3 separate regions of the Gossypium hirsutum genome follow, and all the other regions are linked to region 2. Evidence: chromatin contacts called from public Hi-C data. All regions are on one chromosome and are shown on one strand. Each heading gives the region's core, a stretch centred on a gene start, on an enhancer-like site or on the middle of the called end of the contact. The rest is flanking DNA. Distances are from core to core; before and after follow the strand shown.

The links. Hi-C and Micro-C count contacts between places; a contact is called where the count stands out from the background.
Region 1: a Hi-C map of leaf shows a contact between it and region 2, with 2.3 times the contacts expected there. The contact joins the promoter of LOC107892133 here to the promoter of LOC107892129 in region 2. A contact is called at or near these places in 3 of 34 Hi-C or Micro-C datasets (callus and leaf).
Region 3: a contact with region 2 is called in a Hi-C map of leaf, with 2.3 times the contacts expected there. The contact joins the enhancer-like site here to the promoter of LOC107892129 in region 2. A contact is called at or near these places in 14 of 34 Hi-C or Micro-C datasets (anther, callus, fibers and 4 more).

The regions. Positions count from the first base shown.
Region 1 is chrA09:10,729,127-10,732,272 of Gossypium_hirsutum_v2.1, reverse strand. LOC107892133 (glucuronokinase 1) reads right to left here and starts at 1,388. Exons shown (of 6, transcript XM_016817133.2): 1 at 881-1,388. The coding sequence starts at 1,120.
Region 2 is chrA09:10,580,424-10,583,794 of Gossypium_hirsutum_v2.1, reverse strand. LOC107892129 reads right to left here and starts at 1,287. Exons shown (of 5, transcript XM_016817128.2): 1 at 814-1,287; 2 at 648-721; 3 at 1-80. The coding sequence starts at 1,047.
Region 3 is chrA09:10,391,880-10,395,385 of Gossypium_hirsutum_v2.1, reverse strand. No RefSeq gene overlaps it. Among protein-coding and RNA genes, the nearest start is that of LOC107892126, 4.0 kb to the left of the region's middle. Within about 2 kb of position 1,400, at least 1 of the 9 cell types and tissues checked has an H3K27ac peak or open chromatin away from gene starts, as enhancers often do.

The DNA.
Region 1 (3,146 bases), core at 139-2,638, 150 kb before region 2:
TATGAATGCAAGTAGAACCAGACATAATACAAGGGGAAATCTCATTACTAAAGCTCAAAAAGACCAACCCAAAAATAATGTTGCTTGCATTCAATAATTTGTCAGATTAAATGATAATACATAAAAGACAAGCATACATGCATACATACATACATATATGAGATTCATATAATGAAGTTAAAAATCTCATTACTAAAGCATCTAAAAGAAAAAACAAAGCAAAAGCATGTGGCTTGCATTACATAACTTGTCAGATGAAAGATAACACATAAAAGACAAGCATACATGCATGTGAGTTGCTTTCAATCATATTAAAGATAACACATAAAAAACAAGCATACATACATACATGCTTGCATGCATGCATACATTCTTATATACATACATATATGAAATATATATTAGCATCAGAAAGCCCAAACTGCAGAACCAATCCTAAACACTTTATCAACACATGGTAACCATTAACCAAAGAATTTCTCGTATATAATCTACAATACCACAAACAAATTACTCTTCTCAAAGAGTTCTGAATTATAATCTTCAACACTTGAATTTAAAAAGAAGAAAAAAAAATTGCAATCAACAAAAGAGCCTTACATCTCCCACTTTAAATCAAAAAACTATTATAGAATCCTAGCATGGGGTGCAAAATTAACACCAAATCAAAACTCAAAAAATATCAATCATATCAAACTAGATTCAATAAAAACCCAACAAATCTCAATCTGGGTATCTTCCGAATCCCCTGAAAATGCTTAGATAACCAAAATTTTCATATTCAAATCCACCCCAAAAAAATTTAAAATATCAGATCCTACAAAATATAAACACCAATATAAGAAGGAAAAAAAAAGAAAGAGAGAAAGAATGAAATTACGAGGTGATCAAGGGAATCAAACTGAACAAGATCATGAATGGGGTGAGGGTTGATGATGAGATGAGGAGAAGGCTCCAAAGTAACGGAAGCCCAGAAATTGGCAAGGCTAAAAGAGATGGTTTTGCCGAAGTAAACATCGCTTGGGTTGCCAAGCAATCCAACACGAGCGTAAGCTTTGTGTTGAATCGCCCCTGACCCTGAGATAAGACCTTCCTTGGTTGAGTTCATATTTTGATCCATTTTTTCCGCATGCACTGCACCAAACCAGTACAAAAAACAACTTCTTTGAGTGAGCGTTTCGTTTTCGGATTTGGTTTGATTTATACATTGTAGGGGTCCTACGTGGTGACACCTTGGACCTACCTACAATTGGATCTCACTTTGCTTTTCTGCCAAAATATGCCCTCTTGCACTTGTGCTTATCTCTTCATTCTAAATCTATAAGTCACGGCGTGGTGTCACCTCTTTCTTCTTTTTTATTCGGGTCGTGTTTTGTATTTTGGTGTTAGCAACAGCTAGACCTATCGCGGTGCATCCCGTCTTGGAACAAAGGCTGGTCTAAAAATTAGGAAGATTTAATTAAATATGAGATTTAAAAAATAAATTTAGATAAAAATTAAGGTCTGTATTTTATATGCATTGAATTTTAAGTAAGATATTTTTATTCAAATCCAGCCTGTATTATATTATAAAAAATATTATATTAATTATATATGTTAAATATATATTATACATAGTTATATTTATATTTATATTAAATCACTAACTCAATAACAATTAAATTTATTATCTAAAATCTAAAAATAAATTTACCCAACCTAAAATATAAAATTTTAAAAATTATATTTAATACAATAAAACATTTATTATATTTATGATAGTATTTTTTAATATATTTTTAGTCTCTTAGAAAACTTTAATCTTAGCCTTTTTTTAATGCATTTAATAAATTATATTTAATTTTAAAAATTTTAGTAAGTCAGGTTGAACCTTGATTTACCTTTCTTAAATCTGGATTGATCTTTCTTAAATTAGGTTGGATTTAAACAAAAAAGTAAACCCATTTTTCAAGCTAAGTCGAACTTAAATTTAAAAAATTAATCTAAATACATTACATAAATCCGACCTAACATAAATTTATAAAATAAGAAAATTATTAAACTTCCAATTCAATCGTTTATTAAACCACTCTTTATTTTGATATCTCTAATTAGGTCCATCTTTTAAAAACAGTAGTCATCTCATCATGATATATAAAATTTATTGGAAAATTATTTGATACAGTATGGTCATTTTATGATAATATATATAATCTATTGTTTAAAAATTATTGATAAATCAATTAGTATGGCGATCTCATGATAATATATACAATATATTGTTTGAAGAATTATTTTCTCAATTAGTATGGTCATCTCGTAATAATATATAAATTTTATTGTTTAAAAATTTATTTTAGTGTTTTTTTTTCTAATCACAAGAATTTAGGTAAAATCAATGGTTGAGTCTGAATTTTTTTGGATCAGAATTAAATTGTATATTTTTATAATAATAAAAATATAATTTTATCATTTTAATAGTCAATATCTTTATCATTTTTAAAGAGTTCAATCAAATTTTTATCATTTTTAAGGGGTCAAAATATAATTTTACCATTACTAATTTAAAATTTTATAAATTATAAAAGGCTAAATTAAATACTTATCAATTTAGGAGCCATGGTCCCCTAGGTCTCCACCATGCTCCACCACCAGATAAAATACTAAAATCCTTTTTATGACTTTAGAATTTGAATTCATTTTAAATATTTGGGAGAGTAGTTGATGGCCACTTCTTCCAACTATTTATTGATAATATTTTAAATAATAATTTTTTTATCAATGTATCAATTAATAATCGTGTTTTTGTATAATTAATTTTTAAATAATTATTTGTTATAAAAATAATAATTAACAATTTGTTTGAAATATATTTTTTTTTTATTTAGGGTTATCTTATCTATCGCTCATATTTTAATTTGATATGTAGATTTCAAAAAATTTTAATTGAGTATTCAAAGTATCAATATTGTATTAACCAAGTCTTTTAGACATAAAATGTTAGTTTGAAACGGACATGGAGCAATTCTAAAACACATAGATCAAATTATAAATATATGTGTACTTATCATATAGATGGTTTAGATCTTTTTAACATGCCTGATCCGATTCATGCAGTAAGTACATGTGTCTGCAAATTAATCCATGCATTATAAATATGCTCAATG
Region 2 (3,371 bases), core at 38-2,537:
CCTGAACTCCAGAAGCCCACGGCTTGCCATTCACAAGCACATCCTCAACAAAACCATCCACATCGGAGTCCGCCAAACCCCTTCCATCAATACAATAAAAGAGAATCAGCATTAAAATCCCTTCATTCATAATCTTAGCATTCTCTCATTATTTTACAAACAAAAGAAATAAAATAAAATAATAAATCTCAACTCAACTCAACAAATAAACATAAGAAAATATTACATAAACAAAACACATGTTAATCCTCATCATAGCTACAATTACAGAAGAATGATTACATTTTTAACCCCAAAATCAGCCTTGAGACTTTGGCACATGTCCTTTTTTTTTGGTACTGTACATGACACATGCCCATTAAACTAAATATTTAACCATAATTCAAGAAATGCTAATTTCCTGATTTACAGTTAGATGACCACATGAAAAATGTTTCTAGAAAGTAGTTCCATTAAGAAAAATTTTAGCAGATTCTTACTCAACATCTGAACGAAAAATAGATTCATACCCTATAAGTTACAAAATGTAAAGTTCAGCTCCATCTTTTATAAGTTTTACAGCATCCGATCTAGTAAAAGGAAATTCAACAGCATTTAGAAAGAAATTTATTATAATTTAAAAAAAGGTGCAAAAAAGGAAAGCTTACTTGTATTTGATCATTTCAGGGAAAACTAACACATCTCCGTCAGATTCCGCTCCTTCAATAACCGTCAACAGTGTCTATATCGGAAAAGAAAAATATAGAACTACGATTAATTGACAATTTTAAACCTTAAAAGTAAACGACAGCTGATAGAACGAAACGAACTTACCTTGACTGGGATGTCGTTTTTGCGAGACTTAAGAGCGGAGGAGAGGAGATTAGGGAGGCCGTCCTCTTCGACACGGGAAGCCCAATCGTTATACGACTTATGGCGGAGGAACAAGTGGCGGTCGTACGGGTTGACGGTGCCGGCAAGGTTACTGGAGTACATCTCATCGCGCGTGAAACCGAACTTCGCCGCATCTTCGGAGGAAACAGCTGAGAGGTTGCTTGGATCCGCCATCGAAAAAAGGTTTTGGAGTAAAAGATAAGGAGGAGTCGACGGTGAGGAGCTGAAGAGAGCGGGATGGTGAGCAAAGCGCGTGAGGAGATATTTTGAAAGGAATACGAAATGGAAATGCGTGGAAATACGCGCGGATTGAGATTGGAGGATAAGATTTACTGGTGTTATGGCTATCGAAGGTTCTCTTGAGTTTCTGGCTTAAATCTAAAATTAGCCCTTACATTATACTTTTTTTTCCAATTTACCTACAAATTTTTTGTCAAAAGTATTATTTCGTCTAATTTTACACCAAAATAAAACTTCAACCATAAGAACATGACATGTGTCACATTTTTATTGGATTTTGTATATTTTTTTTATATAAAATGAGATGAAATTGATCATTTATGTACCACTTCCCAAAAAAAACTTTAGATACCTAATTGAAAATTGATATAATTAAAGGGTCAATTTTGTAGTTAAAATTTTTTTGAAACGTTATCGCATTATTCATGACAGAGTAAATTAATCCACATTATATTCTAGTTTTGGTGTTAACATTATAAACTTTAAGGGTAAAAAGAAAATCAAAGAAAACAAGTTTTATTGATGGAAGTTGTCACAGGATCTGGAGCAAAGGATTATAAATGTGTGATGGTGGAGGAGTCAGACATGGGAGATATAGCTAGTCAAGCTTTAGATCTTAGGGAAGGCATTAATAAAGGGAAGGTTGATGGATTTAAAGGGCCTTTTTGTAAGAGGAGTAGAAGACTTATTTTAGGGATATATTGATTGGTAATTCGAGATCTAACAAGAGGAAGAATGTGGCTTTCAAGGTGGAAGACATAGACCTTAGGGAGTGTGATATAATCATAGGTTTAACTGATGGAGTGCCCTCAATCTGTTTTTCCAAACACGTGCATAGTCTTCTTGATGCTACTATGTCAAAGATTATGGTTATCAAATTATTGGGACATAGAATTGGTTTTGATGTGCTCCTCAATAAGATTTAAGTTCTTTGAAAGCCAATCAGTGCCATTCAATTGATGGATTTAGTGAATGATTACTATCTTGTTAAATTTTAGAATGATAAAAGACTATGCAAATGCTCTTATAGATAGACCTTAGGTTATCTTTGGTCAATATTTAATGATTCAATCTTGGTCTCCATTTTTTTTATAGTCGCTAAACTAACTAAAAATTCGACTAAGGTAAGCGCACCTATCGAACAGTAGTATAGTTATGGTGAGACCGGAAATATCGTATCCATAAGGACTAAAAGTACTAGTAATTACTATCTTTTTATTATCTAGCCTAAGAATTAAAGGGGTATTTTAAACTAAGATTTAACTATCTAATTAATTAAGAGCACGACAGAGATAAAAGTTAGAAAATACTTTTGGAAAACCGATGGAGAAAACAATACCCAAGGAAGAGTCCGCCTAGACTTCATTTATTACTTCTAAATTAGACGATTTATTTACTTAACTTAATCCGTAGAAATCCCTAGCCTATGTTAATATCTCTCTCAAGACTAAAAACAACGGCGCTAGGTTGATTAATTGAAATCTCTTTCTAATTAAAACCCCTATTGTCGCATTAACTCGATCTATGGATTTCCTTATTAGATTTGACTCTAATCCGACAGATTTATGTCGTCCTATCTCTAGGATTGCATACAACTCCACTTAATTATGGAAGATCTATTCTTAAACAGGGACTCTTGCTCTACTGAATAAGCACATCAAGATCTGAATTAATATCCTGAAATATTAATGCAAGGATCAAAACTCAGAATTAAGAATAAGAACAAGTATTTATCATATAATTCAAAAGATAATAAGATTCGTCTTAGGTTTCATCTTCCCTAGGTATTTAGGGAATTTAGTTCATAATGATGGGGGAAAACATCTCAAAATTGGGAAAACAACAAAACATAAAGAAACCCAAAAACTTCGGTAGAAATTGAATAAAGATCTTCAATATTGAAGTAAATCCTGCTTCCGAGATGATTCCAATGGCTGTCTTCGAGTATTTTCTGCCTTCTACTCTCCGTCTCCCCTTTGATCCTCTTCTAGGGTGTTCATATAGACTTAGGAATGCCCAAAATAGCCTAAAATTAGCCTTTTTCTAATAGAATTAGATTTGGGCTCGACAAGGACACGACCGTATGCCACGCCAGTATGAAGGTGCTCAGGCCGTGTGTAATTCTGATGTGGTTTAATGTCGACACGGCCATGACACACTGGCCTGTGGATTACCCGTGTGTCGCGCACTGACGTGTGGATTAGTGTGAAGGTGCTCAGGCCGTGTGTAATTCTGATATGGTTTAATGTCGACACGGC
Region 3 (3,506 bases), core at 151-2,650, 190 kb after region 2:
AGAAAGCGTATGATCGTATGCAATGAGGCTTTATTGATACCTCTTTACAGGCTGCAGGTATCCTTGGTTTTTTACATAATGTTATTATGTCTGCAATTTCAAGTTCCTCTATGCAGCTTTTGTGGAACGGGGTCCCAAATAAAAAAATTTTGGCCTGCTAGGGGTTTTTGACAGGGATGTCCATTATCTCCCTACTTGTTTATCCTTTGTACGGAATGGTTGGGCCATAGTATCCGTCCTGCCATTGATTCCGGAAGCTGGCCCCCTATTCGCTTGTCTCGTACCGACCTAGTGTTATCTCATCTCCTTTTTGTAGATGATTTAATCTTATTTGGCCATGCAAAAGAACATCAAGCTCAGCTCATTAAAGGCATTCTTAATAAGTTTTGTGAATTTTCGGGTCACAAGATTAATATGTAGAAAACACATGTCTTTTCTTCATAGAGGATAGCTTAAGGAGACTCATAACCAGAAATTTTGGTTTTCAGGAAGTAAATAATCTGGGATCTTATCTTAGGGTGTCGGTCTTTCATGAGAAGGTCACTAGTAACACATTGCAGTTTGTGACTGACAAGGTGCAAAGTAAATTATCTAGTTGGGATGTCAAATAGCTTTCCTTAGCTAACAAAGTGACTTTGGCTCAAGTGGTCCTATTTTAGATACCAAGCTATTTTATGTAGACAATGATGGTTCCCAAAGGCTTATGTGATGAGATTGAATACATGGCTAGAAAGGTTGTATAAAGATCCTAAAATGGTGGTTCCAAGATGGCTTTGGTTAGATGGAACTCGGTATGTCAGCCTAAATTGCATGGTGGTCTTGGGTTGAGGCATTTGAAAGATCACAACACGTATTTCATGATGAAGGTTTTATACAACATCGTTTCAAACTCCAATGCACTTTGGGTTTGGGTTCTCTGGTCAAAGTATGGGGTTACAAGTGGTATGCCTGAAAACCTTTCAAGAGGGTGTTGTTCTTTCTTATGGAGATCTCTTTTTAAAGTATGGCCCCTTATATCTAGAAAATTTATTATGGTCTATTAGGGATGGAAACTCTATTAACTGTTGGTGGGACACTTGGATTTCGAACTTTAGACCTTTGTGCAATCATATTTTGGTTACTTTTAATCTTAGCATGGGTTGCACTCTTAAGAATATGATTACTGAGTATGGTTCATGGAATTTAGACCTTTTTAGAATTTAAGTTTTAGAAGGTCATTAGCAGGATCATTTGTGTTCCACTGCCTCACCCCTCTTTCAGCCCTAACAGAGTTATATGGGGGCTTCTTCAACTAGTTCCTTCTCTCTCAAAAACGCCTATGGTAAAGTCCGAGAGGGTGCTCTAAATCTGAAAGAACTGACTTGGAAGCTACCTTGGAAGTTCAAAGGTCCACATCGGATTTATTTCTTCATTTGGCTTGCTCTTAAGCAACGTTTACTCACAGGTGCTAAAAGGGTAAGGTGAGGAGTTGGTACAATCAGCGCATGTGGTTTTTGTGGGCATGAATCTGAGGGTGTGTTACATGTCTTTAGAGATTTTCCCTACAGCTAGAAGTATTTGGGATAAGCTTATCCTAGATAGAGTGCTCCCAATTTCTACACCAGATCTCTTCATGAATGGATGACGAAAAATTTGCAGAATCATCAGCCCGTTCTTCTAGAAGGGGTTGCGTGGTTGTGTCTCTTCGAGATCATCTCTTGCCACATTTGGAAGAATAGTAACTTGTTTACCTTTCAAGGTATTCCATGGAGTATTGATGAGGTTCTTAAAGTCTCTCATAGTTGGGCAAGGTAATACATTTTAGCTTCAAAAGTACCGCTTCACAAGGTTCAAAGTTCTTTTGCTAGCCCATGCACTGATAAAAGTTGGGTGTGTCTTAATACGGATGGTTTAGTTAGGCAGGATGAAGGTTTTGCTACAGCTGGGGATTAGTGCGTGACTAGAATGGTAAATGGATCATTGGGTTTTACAGATACTTAGGAAATTGTACAGTGACAGAAGCAGAGCTTTGAGGTATTTTAGATCAGTTGAAGCTTATTTCAAATAGGAGAGTCAAAAGGATCTTAATTCAAACGGATAGTCTTGAAGTAGCTACGACCATTCAAGATGGTTCAGTTGGAATCTCTAATTCTACTCTAGTTAGAAGAATACGTCAAGCCCTGTTGACGATAAAGTAGTAGAAGATCCAACATATTCCCCGAGAAGGTAATACATTTGTAGATAGTCTTGTCAAGATGGTCCGTGACTGAAGAGCGAGTTTAATATTGTTTGAGGATCCTCCTTTGAGGACCTAATTTATTTGAGTTTGTATTCATTTTATTTTCACAAAAAAGTGAATTTTTTAATTGAATTTTTTAATTATAACAAGTAAGGCAATAATTTTATGTAGTATAGTTAAAATTCAAAAGTATTTATATAAACATATAATTATTTTAAAAGTAATTTAACTGATTTTTAATTACTTTGTTTAAATAAACATATAACAAAATAATAAAAATATTATATTATTTAAAAACAAAATTTTATTATGTCATATATTGAATTTTATTAATATTTTTAAACTAAAATTAAAAGAAAATTTTAAAATAAATTTGAAAAATAAAAATTTTAATATAAAATTTTAATATTGAATAATTGTTAAAAAATCCTGATACCTTATAAAATACATATTTTCAAGTTATTACATATGATACTATTGATAAGTTATTGCACACGATAACATCGTATTAAATTATTTAAAATGTGTATAAAAATATTAATATATTTAAAAATTTTATGACATTCTAATTAAAATAAAAGTAATTCAATTCCACACGATAATAAATTATTAACATTATTTTATAAAATCCAACATATAACAAGATTTTGAAATAATTTTTCAGGGTAAAGATTGAAGATATGGAAATTTAATATCAATTTTTTTTTAATTTTTTTATCACTTGGATGAATAATTAATAATTAAATTTAAATTTATTTTAAATATTAATTTTTGGTTCTTAATTTATATTTATTATAATATAAACAATCAAGATTTTTTTTTATATATTATTGAGGTAGGAAATTGGGTCACACAATTTGAATTCGTATCAAATGGATGTTTAACAAAGAACTTTAGCGTACAAGTCAAGACATCAAAATTCTAAAAGTTAAAATTATTTTATTTTATTTTTATTTTTTCAATCATAATATTTTTATTTTTGACACGTTACCATTTTCTAATAAAATAATATATTTTAATTAACATATACAATCAAATTCAAGTATGTTTATTTATTTATTTAAAATCAATGGCTACATTTATTTTTTAAGGTTTTTAATTGATTTAGTATTTTTTTTCTCAAATTTCGATTGACTAAAAGACATATAATACTAATTAATAAATAGTTGAACAAATAAAAAATTATAAACCGGTCAAAAAATAATAATATGTAGTATTTAAGACAAAATAGCTTGAAAATTCTTTACGAAAATGAATAGCCAATAATCAACTTTTATTTCTCTACACC